Regions from separate parts of the Rattus norvegicus genome. Here all the other regions are linked to region 1. A link is a contact called in public Hi-C data. All regions are on one chromosome and are shown on one strand. The core of a region is the stretch at or near the end of the contact, and the rest is flanking DNA. Distances in the headings are between cores, read along the strand shown. Region 1 overlaps Irf2 (interferon regulatory factor 2). Region 2 overlaps Irf2 (interferon regulatory factor 2). Region 3 has its middle 55 kb from the start of Ptmal4.

Region 1 (3,752 bases), core at 321-2,820:
GGGGGGACCAGTTTGTCCCTTTGTTCTTCAATTTGCTATATGCAGAGAGCCTGGTCCCTGGGCTGTGCTCTGAATGAAGGAGAACATATTGCCAGATGAGAGCAGCTGTTTTCTGATTTAGGATCCTGGTAAGGATGAACAAGACCTATATATACAGGCTCCAAGTAGAGTCTAGTCATAGATCTTCACAAATGCCCAGCTCTTGTCAGCAAAATAAATGAAATGGCAAAATGACCCACAAAAGTCTGCGAATTTTAGATGTTCTACCCTCTATGCATTAATTTTTGCAATGTCGTTAAACATCAGGAAAAAAACCCGTTCAGTATCATTTATTTTTTAATTTATAAAACAACATACAGATGATGCGCGATCGCCAGTTACTGAATTAGACTCTGTTGAATCCAGCCCAACACGCAAACTCAGTGTTAAAAAGCAATCACATCACAGGCACTGTATGTCAGCTCTGTGGTGGGCCTTTCAAAACCCCCAAACGCTCTGTCCCTCATCCTCCAATCCTCACTGAAGGTGACAGGTAACTGTAGCTCACTGTGGTTAAGAACTGCTCTCCGTGCCTCATAGCTGGCAGGTCCAATCGGGTTTATATTATCTCTTGCTCTGGAACAGTATGGCCATAAACATAATATTCCCACAGTAAAAACTCAGTTTCTGGGTTGGGGATCCAGGTATGGCTTAGCTGGGTCCTTTGCAGCAGAGCCTTGCTAACCTGTCACCAAGCTTTGGCTAATGCTGCAACCCATCTGAGATTCAACTGTTGAGCCAGTAGCTTCCCGAGGCATTGGCCAGAACTGAATTCCTTGCAAGTGGGGAAGAGCAGAGATTCCCAGTTTCTTGCCAGCTTTTACCTGGAAGCAGCCCTTACTTAAATTTGCTGTGCGGGCCTTCCTAACACTGCGGGCAAGCAAGAGAGTGCCCATAAAAGACAGGCTGAGTCTTCCACGACGATGTGAGCATGCTCAGAGAATAGTTACATCGTTGATGTGTTCCGTTGGCTAAAAGCAAGTCATAGCTCCTAACGGTACTGAGGAGGACAGGTCCCAAAGACAGTAAACACTCAGTGAAGATCTTGGGGCATCTGCAACATGGCCACCTGCTATAACTCCAGTGGAAACTGGATCTCTATAAATCTAAGGGGAAGATGCTAACAATAGGCGGGAACAAAGAGAGATTCAGAAAGCTTCTTGGAAATTTCACCGGGTCTGGACCTCCTGTGACAAGAGACATGGACTAGAAGGAAGGATGGTATGGTGTTGTGGATGGAGCTTCAGTCGGGAGGGGTTGCCTTGGGAACAGCATCCACCCTGTGGCAGCTTAGTTTTGGAAAGTGAGCCTCCCCCACTCTACCCCAAATCCCGCTAGTCTTAGGGGACCAAGCTGAGAATTGAAATCCTCTCCAGCCTGTCCCATTTGGATGTGTTTGACCTTACAAAGAGGAGGGAGAGGGTATGTGCAGTTTCTTATTTCTGAAGTGCTGGCATAGGTTTTTAAGATGCTTCCTGTGGCCTCAAAATAGCTTGAGCAACAAGCCTCTCTGTGTGTTTTCTATACAGAAAGCGAAACTACCGACAGTGTGCCCAGCGATGAGGAGAACGCAGAGGTAAGCATGCTTTCGGTTGTCTCTTGCTTTAAAGCGTGGGTTTTAGTTTTGGGTGTGTGTGGTGGGGGGAGGGGCAGAGACAGAAAGAATGGGAGACGTGGAGACAAGACAGAAAGGTCCAAATCCTACAATTTACCTTAGCTTTTTATTCTGATCCTAACATGTAGTGCTGAGGAAGGGAAGTACAATGTGACCCTCAGAGAGAGATGGATATAACACGGCAGGAAGAGGAAATTGAAGTCAGGGCCAGGAAATGTTGATATTCTTACGGCTGTAAACATCCTGACTTGCCAACAGGAGTAAAGTGGCCTGCCCAGCCCAGAGCAGTGAACAGAAGTAAGCATCAGAAAGAGCTGAGCAAAATGATCTCCACACAGCTCAGCCCCTCCTCAGTGGTCCCACACAGAGGGTGTGTGCCCAGTCTCTGCTCCCCACCAACCTGCTTCCGGCTTCCCTCTGTAGGCCAGGCTCTCACAGCGGCAGGAAGTGGCTCTAATGGGGAGAGAAAGGGGGTTGGACCAGAAGCCGATGTTTGTTAGAATTCCTAATATTCCAAGTTTGGGAATTCTGAGACGAGCGTGGGCAACTGTGCTGGCATATTTGATGATCTGATTTCTTCAAGGACCTTAATTCCTTCTCTACTTGGCAACTAGCAAGGCCAATTGTGGCTCAAAAAAACAAAACAAAACCAAACAAACAAACAAACAAACAAAAAAACCAAGCCCATGTCTCCACTACAATCATTTAAAAAGCAATCACAGGGCATTTGCTGTCTGCTTAGGTTGGGCCCTCCATTATGGCTGGACAGCCTGGGCACAGGAGCCAGAAGACAGCCAAGCTGCCACCATGTTCCGTGTCTCTGTAGAATAGTCAGCCAGATTTCTGGGGCATAGCGCATGGGGACTTCGTTTGAAAAGTAAGACATTCGATTGGACATGTGATATTCAGTGGAAGGGAAAGGATGCATGTATCTCGATTGTTTTCTCTGAAAGGGGAGACCACACTGGCGGAAGAGGAACATCGAAGGCAAGCAGTACCTCAGCAACATGGGGACACGTAACAACTGTCTGCTGCCTAGCATGGCGACCTTTGTCACTTCCAGCAAACCAGATCTGCAGGTCACCATCAAAGAGGAGAGCTGTCCAATGCCTTACAACAGCTCCTGGCCGCCGTTTACAGACATCTCCCTTCCTGCCCCAGTGACCCCCACGCCCAGCAGCAGTCGGCCGGACCGGGAGGCCCGGGCCAGTGTCATCAAGAAGACATCTGATATCACCCAGGCCCGTGTCAAGAGCTGCTAAGCCTTTGGCTCTCCCTGGTGGTTGTTGGAATTTCTTAGCTTTGTGTTGTTATTTGTTTGTATTTTATTTTTTCTCTATGATACCTATCTTAGACAAATCTAAGGGAAAAAGCCTTGACAATAGAATATTGATTGCTGTGTCCGACTCCAGAGCTGGAGTTTCTTCTTAACTCAGGACTCCAGCCCCCCCTCGGTAGATGCATATCTCTAGAAACTGCTGGATCTGCCAGGGCTACTCCCTCAAGTTCAAGGACCAACAGCCACACAGGCAGTGGAGGTGCTGCATTGCCTACGGTCAAGGCCAGCATGGTGGAGTGGATGCCTCAGAACGGAGGAGAAAATGTGAACTAGCTGGAATTTTTTTATTCTTGTGAATATGTACATAGGGCAGTACGAGCAACGTTGCAGTCTGCTTCTGCACCTTATCTTGAAGCACTTACAGTAGGCCTTCTTGTAATCTCGCTCCCCTTCACAGCACACTTGGCGGCCCCTTCTGTGTCCATCACCCCACTACCCAGCCCTCCCTCCTCAACCCCTCCATCCCAGCCCTCTGTGTACCCCTCCCTCCCCAACCAGTTTTATACCACCCCTATACTCAACCCTCTCTCCCCAACCCATCCTGTCACAACCCACTACCCACCTTTTCCTTCCCAACCCCTTCTGTCCCACCCCACCACCTACCCCTTTCCTCCTCAACTCCTCCACCCTAACCCATTAACTGCCTGTCCCTCCTCAACCCAGCCTACCCCAGCCCACCCTGTCCCTTCTCTCCATTTCTTCTCCTCAAAGGCAAGGTTCTACATCTTGGAGGAGGAAGAGGAGGAAGAAGAGGAGGAG
Region 2 (4,217 bases), core at 1,295-3,794, 81 kb before region 1:
ATTAGTGTCGAAGATGGCTCCCCTCAAAATATACCCTCTTCCCTCTTCATTTCTTTCTAATGTGTGTAGGTGGTTTGCCTGCACCACATGCAAGGCTCGTGCCAGAGAAGGCTAGAAGAGTGTGTTGCATCCTCTGGAATTACAAATGGCTGTAAGCAGCCAGGTGGGTTCTGGGAATTGAACCTGGGCCCTTTGCAAGAGCAGACAGTGCCCGTAACTGCTGAGCTACCTCTCTACCTTCTGCTATTCTTGTTTTCTTCTTCTTTGTGATACCAGGAACTGAACCCAAGGCCTCATGGACGCTAGGCAATGGCTCTACACTGAGGTATAGCTGGAGCCCTAAACAGACCTCTTTGTAGATCTGTTAACGTAAAGAAGGACGTGGGTCCGGAACAGCTCAGATCATTTTGATTCTGCCTATATACTGCCATGCTGCCTTTCTCAACCTGAGTTCATGGCCGCCCTTCCTTCCTTATTTCTATGTATAATACGTATAATATGTATGTATAATACAGGTGTTTTGTATGCACGTGTGTCTTTGTACAACCTGCATGCCTAGGAAAGACGGCTAGAAGAATGTGTTGGCTCTCCTGGGACTGGAGAGTTACAGATGGCTCTGAGCTGTGATCTGGGTGTTGGGAACGGAACCTGGAACCTCTGGAAGAGCAGTTACTGCTTTTGACTTCTGAACCATCTGTCCAGCGCCATCCTGCCCCGTCTTAATTTATTTTCCCCGTATATAGCCTGCCCACGATTTATGATGGTTTGGGTTTATGATTTGTTGACCTAATAGTGATACTCATCAGTCTATTTCCTCATGATCGTAGGCAGTGCAGCGAACCACAGCTCCTATTTAGCTGGCTACGGGACCACACGAAGGTCTGTCAGCATTCTGCAGCTTGCTGAACTGTGGCGCACAGGTTAGCAATACGCTCTGTGGCTGAACTGTGGTGCAAACCTTAGGTGTGACAACAGAGCATTTTCAGCTCTCTGGACTCATTGGGGTGCAGCCTCCCTGAGAGCTGAAGAGCATCTTGCTATTTTTCGGGTGTGCATGAAGTCAAAGCAGTCCTATCTGGGCTTGTGGATGCCAAAACACCTTCATCTCAGAAGGGAAAGAGAGGTCTCGAGTGCCCGCCTTTCAACTCCTTTCAACAAGAAACTGTGTTTCAGACCTCGTTTTCTGTCTCCTGTTCTGTAAACTCTGAATGTTCGGAGGAGATGCTGATTCTGGGAAAATTAGGGTCTCTTTCTCCTCATTTTTCATGTGGAGAAACTATGTGAGAAGGCAGCAGAGCATGAACCCATATGCTTGGAAGTCTGGCCGTGGTTCTTGCTTTGCCCAAACTGATGTCATCCAGTGCTGGGTCTGGGGGCCAAGCACACGTGCTTCCCCCAGCATGGCTTTAACGTTCCCCAAAGCCAGGTATAGAATCGTTCTAGAAAACAATTATTTTAAAAACTGATGGAATAAAATAAAAAAGTTATAATTTAGTTGTATCTGGACAATAATTTATTTTGTCCAATGCCACACAGCTTTGTTTGTTTGTTTTTAAAAACCTCTTTAGGTCTGCAAAATTATTTACATTTGTATCTGCAACAAATTCAATGATAGATTTTTTTTTTAAAAAAGAAAACAGGTTTCTCTCACGACTAAATTACTTGAGAAACATCCTTGGAAATGACATCACTGAGCTTCATAGGACCATTTAAAACTTTTTTTGCTTATTGCCGAGTTTCCATCTGGAAAATTTGTACCTATTTTTATAATCCATAATACATGTGAGATGTAAAGTATTTTAATATCCCCCCGTGTGTGTGTGTGTGTGTGTGTGTGTGTGTGTGTGTGTGTGTGTGTGTGTTTAGACCAGAGGACAATCTTAGTATCATTGTTCAGGTGCCCTACAACATAATTTTAAGGATTTGTTTATTTTTATTGTACGTATATAAGTGTTTGACTGTGTGCATGCATGGGAACCATGTGTGCACAGTGCCCATGGAGATCAGAGGTGGCACCGGATAACCTAGAATTAGAGTTATAGACAGTTGTGACTTGCCACATGGGTTCTAAGAACCAAATCTAAGTTCAGAGGTGTCCTTAATCTCGGAACCCTTACCCCAGAAAAGAGGCTTCCCTGACTGGGAAAGAATTTGGATTTTGAGACAGGGTCTCTCATTGGCTGGCTCCTTCATTAGGCTAGACTAAGTAGCCAGCAAGCCCAGGTATCCTCTTGTGTGTTTTCCAATGTGTGCACATGCATGTGTGTGCGTACAAACAAACACACACACACACACACACACACACACACACACACACACACACACACGGAAAAATACATTGCAAACAAAACAAAGCAAACCAAAACCAAAACCAAAACGAAAAAATTCAGCAAACCTCTGGTTGTAGGGAAATTATAACTTGGAAAGCGATCTTTTGGAAAGAGTGGAAAATCACTTTGAAGAGCAAGTCCCTGGTCAGTGTTTCAAAACTCCCTCTTTTCTGCCAGCCACCAGGACACAAAAGGCAGGGGACAGTGCTATGGCTTCCTTCCAGGTCTTGCCTGCTTCACCCTGGAAGCTCAAATGGACAGGATGAGTGTTGGGTCCCTCTTGGCTCACCTCCTGGCTCACCCTGTTTTCTAGATGGACACTGCAGAGGGCACGGTGGGATTCAGGCTTTAAAGCCAAGCTCCCTTTGCTGCTGGATTCGTTGTTATGGATTGGAAAACAAAAGTTTGTTTTTATCTGCACAACCCTGGGGTTATGTGAGGTTACAAGACTTCCTCTTTTAGAAAAAGTCCCAGACAGCTCGCCTATCTTCTCGTTCTATCTGTGTTTGTGGGTGATTGCAGTTTTCATTGTCCTTCCTTCAAGCTAAACAAAGCGAATGTGTTGCACCCAATGAACAATGTGGCATTCCTTCTGTGTGACACATGGGCTCGGGAAGATGATAGAGTTCAGGTACCAGACCCAGGGAGAGCATTGCCAGAGAGCTCCCTAACCCAACCTTTATGTTTGAGGGCCCAAAGGGCACAAGTAGTGAAAGTTTGTCCCCTGGGGATTTCCTGTTAGCAATGCTACCTCTGAAGGCTGAAGATCAGTTTTGGTTACCCAGCAACTATGCTAATGGAACTCAGGTGTTTGAGCATCTGGTGTGACACAGACTGAGGCACAGTCAGAATCTTCTGTGAATCAAGGTGGCAATGGTAGGGACCTCACAGGGTGACATCAGTGAGAAACCATGCTGAGTTGAATGGCAGATATGCAGTCTCTGGTCACTGCTGTCATGACCATCCCCTGGCCCACGGTCACCTGAGGAATGTGGAAAGCATGTTTTTGAAGAAAGTTTTAAACTTTTTTATATACATATATGCAGTTCAATTTAGGCATAATTAAGTGTTGGGCCTGTTCAGAAGGAGTCTTGGGGACCCTTCCCCTCCACTCTCTTCAGTGTTACTGTTTTTGTTCCGTCCTTAGTGGTGTGTGCTCAGGCCTGCCACACAACACAAGTGCTTTTGAGGTCTCCAGTCCTCACATCACTGCGACGTCCTTTTCCTTTCAATCAGAATTGAGTGAGAAAAGTCATATGGCCAGTAGGCTTTCCAGGAATTTTAAGAAATGCTTTAAATCTTACCCATCCCATTACCCATGTTTAGTTTTATCATAGGGGTGAGGCTTATCCCAGCAGAAGCACAGATCCCAGTTTGCATATGGATATGGACCTTGTCCCAATAAATACAGAAACAAACAATAAACTCAATCTAATTCGTCAGACATAGCACCCAATATATAATAAATTGCCTTTAGAATAACTTTTGGAATAAAACATTTATACTTACTTATTTGCTTGTTGTGTGCATGTCTGTGTGTGTGAGTGTGTGTGAGCGTGTGTGTGTCTGTGTGTGTGTGTGTGTGTGTGTGTGTGTGTGTGTGTGTATGTGTGGTGGTTTGAATAAGCATGATCCCCATAGACTCACATCTTTGAATGCTTGGCCCAGGGGGAGTAGCGCTATTAGGAGGTGTGGATTTGTTGGATCAAATGTGTCACTGTGGGGGCAGGCTCTTATGCTCAAACTCCACCCAATGTGGAATCCAGTCTCCTCCTGGCTTTCTTTGGATCAAGACGCAGAACTTTCAGCTCCCCCAGCACCATGTCTGCCTGAACAGTGCCAGGCTTCCTGCCTTAGGATAATGAACTAAACCTCTGAACTGTAAGC
Region 3 (3,918 bases), core at 379-2,878, 91 kb after region 1:
TCAGACTAGGCTGAGGGTGGCTGTGCTGCGGAGTTTTCTGTCAATTTGATGGAAATTAGAATTATTTTGGAAGGGGGAAGTTTAACTGAGAATATGCCCCCACTAGATTGGCCTGTGGTTCCTCTTCCTGATAGGTTATTGATGTGGAATGGTCCAGATCACTGTGAGCAGTGCCAGCCCCAGGCAGAGATCGTGTGTTCTACAAGAAAGCAGGCTGAGCAAGCCATAGAGAGCAAGCCAGTAAGCAACACCCCCCATGACCTCTGCATCAGCCCTTGCCTCTAGATTCCTGCTGTTTGTTGGGTTCCTGGCCTGACTTCTATCAGGAATGAACTATGATCTGGCTCTGTAAGCCAAAATAAACCCCTTTTGGCCTGTTACTTTTGGTTATGGTGTTACATCACAACAATAAAGATCTTAGCTAAGACAATGGCTATCGGAGATGCTGGTATTACCTACTGTATATTAGCAATGAAAATGATGATGGCATAATTTATAATGTACACAATTTGGAAGGATATTTTTAAAAAGATTGTGCTATACGAGTGTTTATCAATGTGTTAATTGGTGCCATGAAAATTTAAAAAATGACCACAATTGTTCAATATCAAGAAATTAGTTAAATGTATTAAGGGGATCTCACGATTAATAAAAACATACTAAATAATGCAGAGAAAATGTTCACAGCAGCTGCAAAGGGACATGGGCAGATTACTGAACAACGGTTACATTGTTTACACATTCAACTCCCCAGCAGGTGTCAGGGTCCAAAGTCCAGGTATTTGAGTGGAACACCTTTTGAAAGGTCCAATATCACTGTCTGGAGTATCGTTGATGTAAATAATGATCCCATGAGATATCAAAATATCTGAGATTCAGAAGAACTGCAGGAAAGGACCCTGGTTCAAGGACAGAAGTGTTGGGACCCAGAAAAAAAAATAGATCCTCATGCAGGCAACTTTGGGGGTGGAGCAATGAGAGGTGTCTGTGAAGTTCCATTATCTGTCTACAAATCAGAGTCACCCAAGAGGAGCAAAGTCACCTTGAAACTTACTCAAGTTTCACCAGCCAAAGAGCAATCAACTTTTCACGAGGCAGAAGCAAACTTCCGAATCATGGCTACTCTTTCTGAGGAACTCTTGCCATTTGTGGTTCTCCAGGCTTGCTCTCTCCTTAAAACTCAGAGAACCTCTAAATTTGCCCCCAGCTTCCTCCTTCTTGCCTCTCAGTACGAAGAAGCTATTTAAGCCTTGCCCATTTGGCCCCTCGTTTGGGTTTTAAATTTTGGCAATGGCTCTCATGCTTGTGGATGTAATGTTCGTCATGATTTTTCTCTCAGCTAACCCTGCAGTATAAGCAATATCAACTTCTCAATTCTACTTGTTTTCATGGCTTGGAAATTCAATATTCGCAAATAGCTGTGAGCTAAAGTCTTGGTCGTCAGCCTCTGATACTTTTGGGAGATAATAGAATCATTAAGGGATGGGGCCTAGTGAAAACAAGTCAGGCTGTTATGTCCTTAAGGGGGACAACGTTTTCTTCTGTCTCTTTGCTCCTCAGCTCTTATGAGGTGAATCCCACTCCAGCTTCTGCCATTTGCTTCCGACTCCATATCCCCCGTCATCATAGAACCAATGTGTGTCATCAACTTGTAAGGGAAGGGGAAGTGAAACCACCAAAATTAGACAGCTCTGTGGGTAAGGGAAACAGTTTATTCAACCACTATCTCTTGGATTTCAGAGAAAACAGCATGGGTATTGGGAGAGTCCTGCCAAATATAAGGAGACGGGTTGCAGCGCACGGAGGGTGGGTTAGCTGGAGCACCTCAGGAGCCAGCATGAGTCTCTGATCCTCTGGGGACCTGTTTAAGTTAGTAGAGAACTCAATGCACTCTCTGGAGACTGGAGGGGCATACAAGGAAGTAATGGCTCTCATGGCAAACAGAAACCCGTTTTACAAGATTTCTAAGGAATGCTAAGTGTTGACCTGGTCCAAGTTATCCTAAGCTGAATCCAGATTGTCATTTGGGGGAGTTGGGACCTGACACAAATGTACACTAAAACCTCTGAAAGTGTTAGTCACATAAACCTGTTTTTTAAGTTGATTTATCTCAGATATTCTATCACAGAAGCGGGTCATGAAGCATCTCCCCACGAGGCAGAGGGTCAGTAGCACTTTAGGAGAAAATCCCATCCTAACGTCGTCTTCCTGTGGATCCTTTGGGAATGATAAGCCCAGGTCCAAAATGGAATTGACTCAAGGATCCACAGCGTGTATCCTCCTTCAGGAGGTTCCCGTTAGTGTAGAAGTATCTGGTCTTGCCACCGCTTGAACAGAGACTTGGTGAGGTCCAAGACAGTGGCTTTTCACTTCTTTCCCCACTAGAGGGCAGAGTTCACGACTGCACCCGAATCTCTGGGGTGGGTAGTCAAATTCTTCCCAGCCACCTATCCCTTCCCACAGTGCAAGGCAAAACCCAGTACCACTTTGGAAGCAAGGTAAGGTTAGTCTATACCTTTGTCTTGCCCATATCAAGAAACCAGCCATGTATATTAAACCCCATGAAAGATTATACCAAAAAAAAAAAAAAAAAAAAAAAAGTGAACCCTTGAAAGCCAAGGAAGAATGTTAGAAAATTAAGCAGCCGGTGCATTTAGTGGGGGGTGGGAGTGGGGATTCCTATAGGCAGGATGGATTCAACATTGTGGGAACGGAACAGGAAATGGAGAGGGAGCGCGCAGAAGAATGGGGTGGGAGGGAAGAAAGGGGCGCTATGGTTCTGTGTTTATAAAAGACAAAGGTGTCCATTGCTGGGAGGGGGAGAGCAGTTGTTTTCTCCCTTCATAGGCACAGGTGCTTGGGTGACATGAACCCTTTCTATACCAGGGAGAGGGGGACCTCGCCAAGCTGACTGGGCTTGGTGTAAACCCAGGTGAGAAATGACGGACATCCCAGGCACTAAGCAGTTGTGGCTTAGAAAAAAGGCAATAAAGCAACAAACGCAAACACGCCTGCGTGCCTAGTATGTTTAGAGGGGGGACAGAGGAGTAGAGGAGTTGGAAGTGGAAGAGATGGCAGAGAGGAGGAGGAGAGGGAGGGGGAGAAGGAGAAGGGGGAGGGAAAATGGGAAGGGTTGGGGGAGGTGGGAGAGGAGGAGGGGGAGGAGGAAGAGGAAATGGGAAGAAATAACAGACATTTCAGTCGCTGGGAGAGAACATAGGGTGCCTGGGTGATTCTAGAACCCCTAACCTGTCAACTAGCCTACTTTCCTTTTTCCTTCATTTTTTTCTCAATTGTGTATGTTTACACGCTGTGGTCCTCACACCCGTTGGCACCAAGCACTTACTACAATAAGGATGGGCCACAGTAAGTTCCTGAAGAGCAGGTCCTAGCATGGGCTAGAAAGACGTTCCTGGAGAGGCAGGTGGCTGTGAGGCAACCTGTTTGCCCAGAGTGCCAAACCCCTGTCCCAGACCGCACCCAGGGCCCTCCCCATCCCCGTGGGACCCCGTGGGACCTGCCACCAGCTTAGCGATGTCTCTCTCACACACAATTCCAGTTCGCTGTTCTGCCTTCGAATCTGAAAACACACTTCAGAGCTTTTCTGGGTGATCTGTTCACGGATTTTCTTAATTTCCAGCCTAATCCTGACAAGATGCTTTGGCTTTGGGGCAATACTGACACCAAGTGTTGGAATCTGCAGGGTTGAAAGGAGAGTGAGACCCGGAAGTAACCCTCCACAGGATGGTGTACCCACATTTCTAGTGAGCAGGAAAGTTCACAGGGTGGTGAGCTGGGCCATGCTCCCTGCTGTGCACGGGACTCACAGTAGATCCTTCCACAGGAGAAACGATTATTCAAAGTCTATTTGAAAAATTCGTTACAAATTTTTTGAAAAAACAAGCTAGTTCTTCTTGA

The links. Hi-C and Micro-C count contacts between places; a contact is called where the count stands out from the background.
Region 2: a contact with region 1 is called in a Hi-C map of mammary epithelial cells, with 2.0 times the contacts expected there. The contact joins two enhancer-like sites. A contact is called at or near these places in 2 of 12 Hi-C or Micro-C datasets (kidney and mammary epithelial cells).
Region 3: a contact with region 1 is called in a Hi-C map of liver, with 2.8 times the contacts expected there. The contact joins two enhancer-like sites. A contact is called at or near these places in 6 of 12 Hi-C or Micro-C datasets (frontal cortex, hepatocytes, kidney and 2 more).

What each region holds. Positions count from the first base shown.
Region 1 is chr16:52,172,314-52,176,065 of GRCr8, reverse strand. It overlaps Irf2 (interferon regulatory factor 2), which reads left to right. Exons shown (of 9, transcript NM_001047086.1): 8 at 1,569-1,615; 9 at 2,608-3,119. The coding sequence ends at 2,916. Among named protein-coding and RNA genes, the nearest start is that of Irf2, 110 kb to the left of the region's middle. Within about 2 kb of position 1,570, at least 28 of the 93 cell types and tissues checked have an H3K27ac peak or open chromatin away from gene starts, as enhancers often do. A contact at or near this core is called in liver, where this site is marked.
Region 2 is chr16:52,254,083-52,258,299 of GRCr8, reverse strand. All of the region lies in intron 1 of Irf2 (interferon regulatory factor 2), which reads left to right. It overlaps LOC134482504 (a long non-coding RNA gene), which reads right to left. Exons shown (of 2, transcript XR_010058722.1): 2 at 1-4,217. Among named protein-coding and RNA genes, the nearest start is that of Irf2, 26 kb to the left of the region's middle. Within about 2 kb of position 2,544, at least 28 of the 93 cell types and tissues checked have an H3K27ac peak or open chromatin away from gene starts, as enhancers often do.
Region 3 is chr16:52,081,196-52,085,113 of GRCr8, reverse strand. No RefSeq gene overlaps it. Among named protein-coding and RNA genes, the nearest start is that of Ptmal4, 55 kb to the right of the region's middle. Within about 2 kb of position 1,628, at least 11 of the 93 cell types and tissues checked have an H3K27ac peak or open chromatin away from gene starts, as enhancers often do. A contact at or near this core is called in liver, where this site is marked.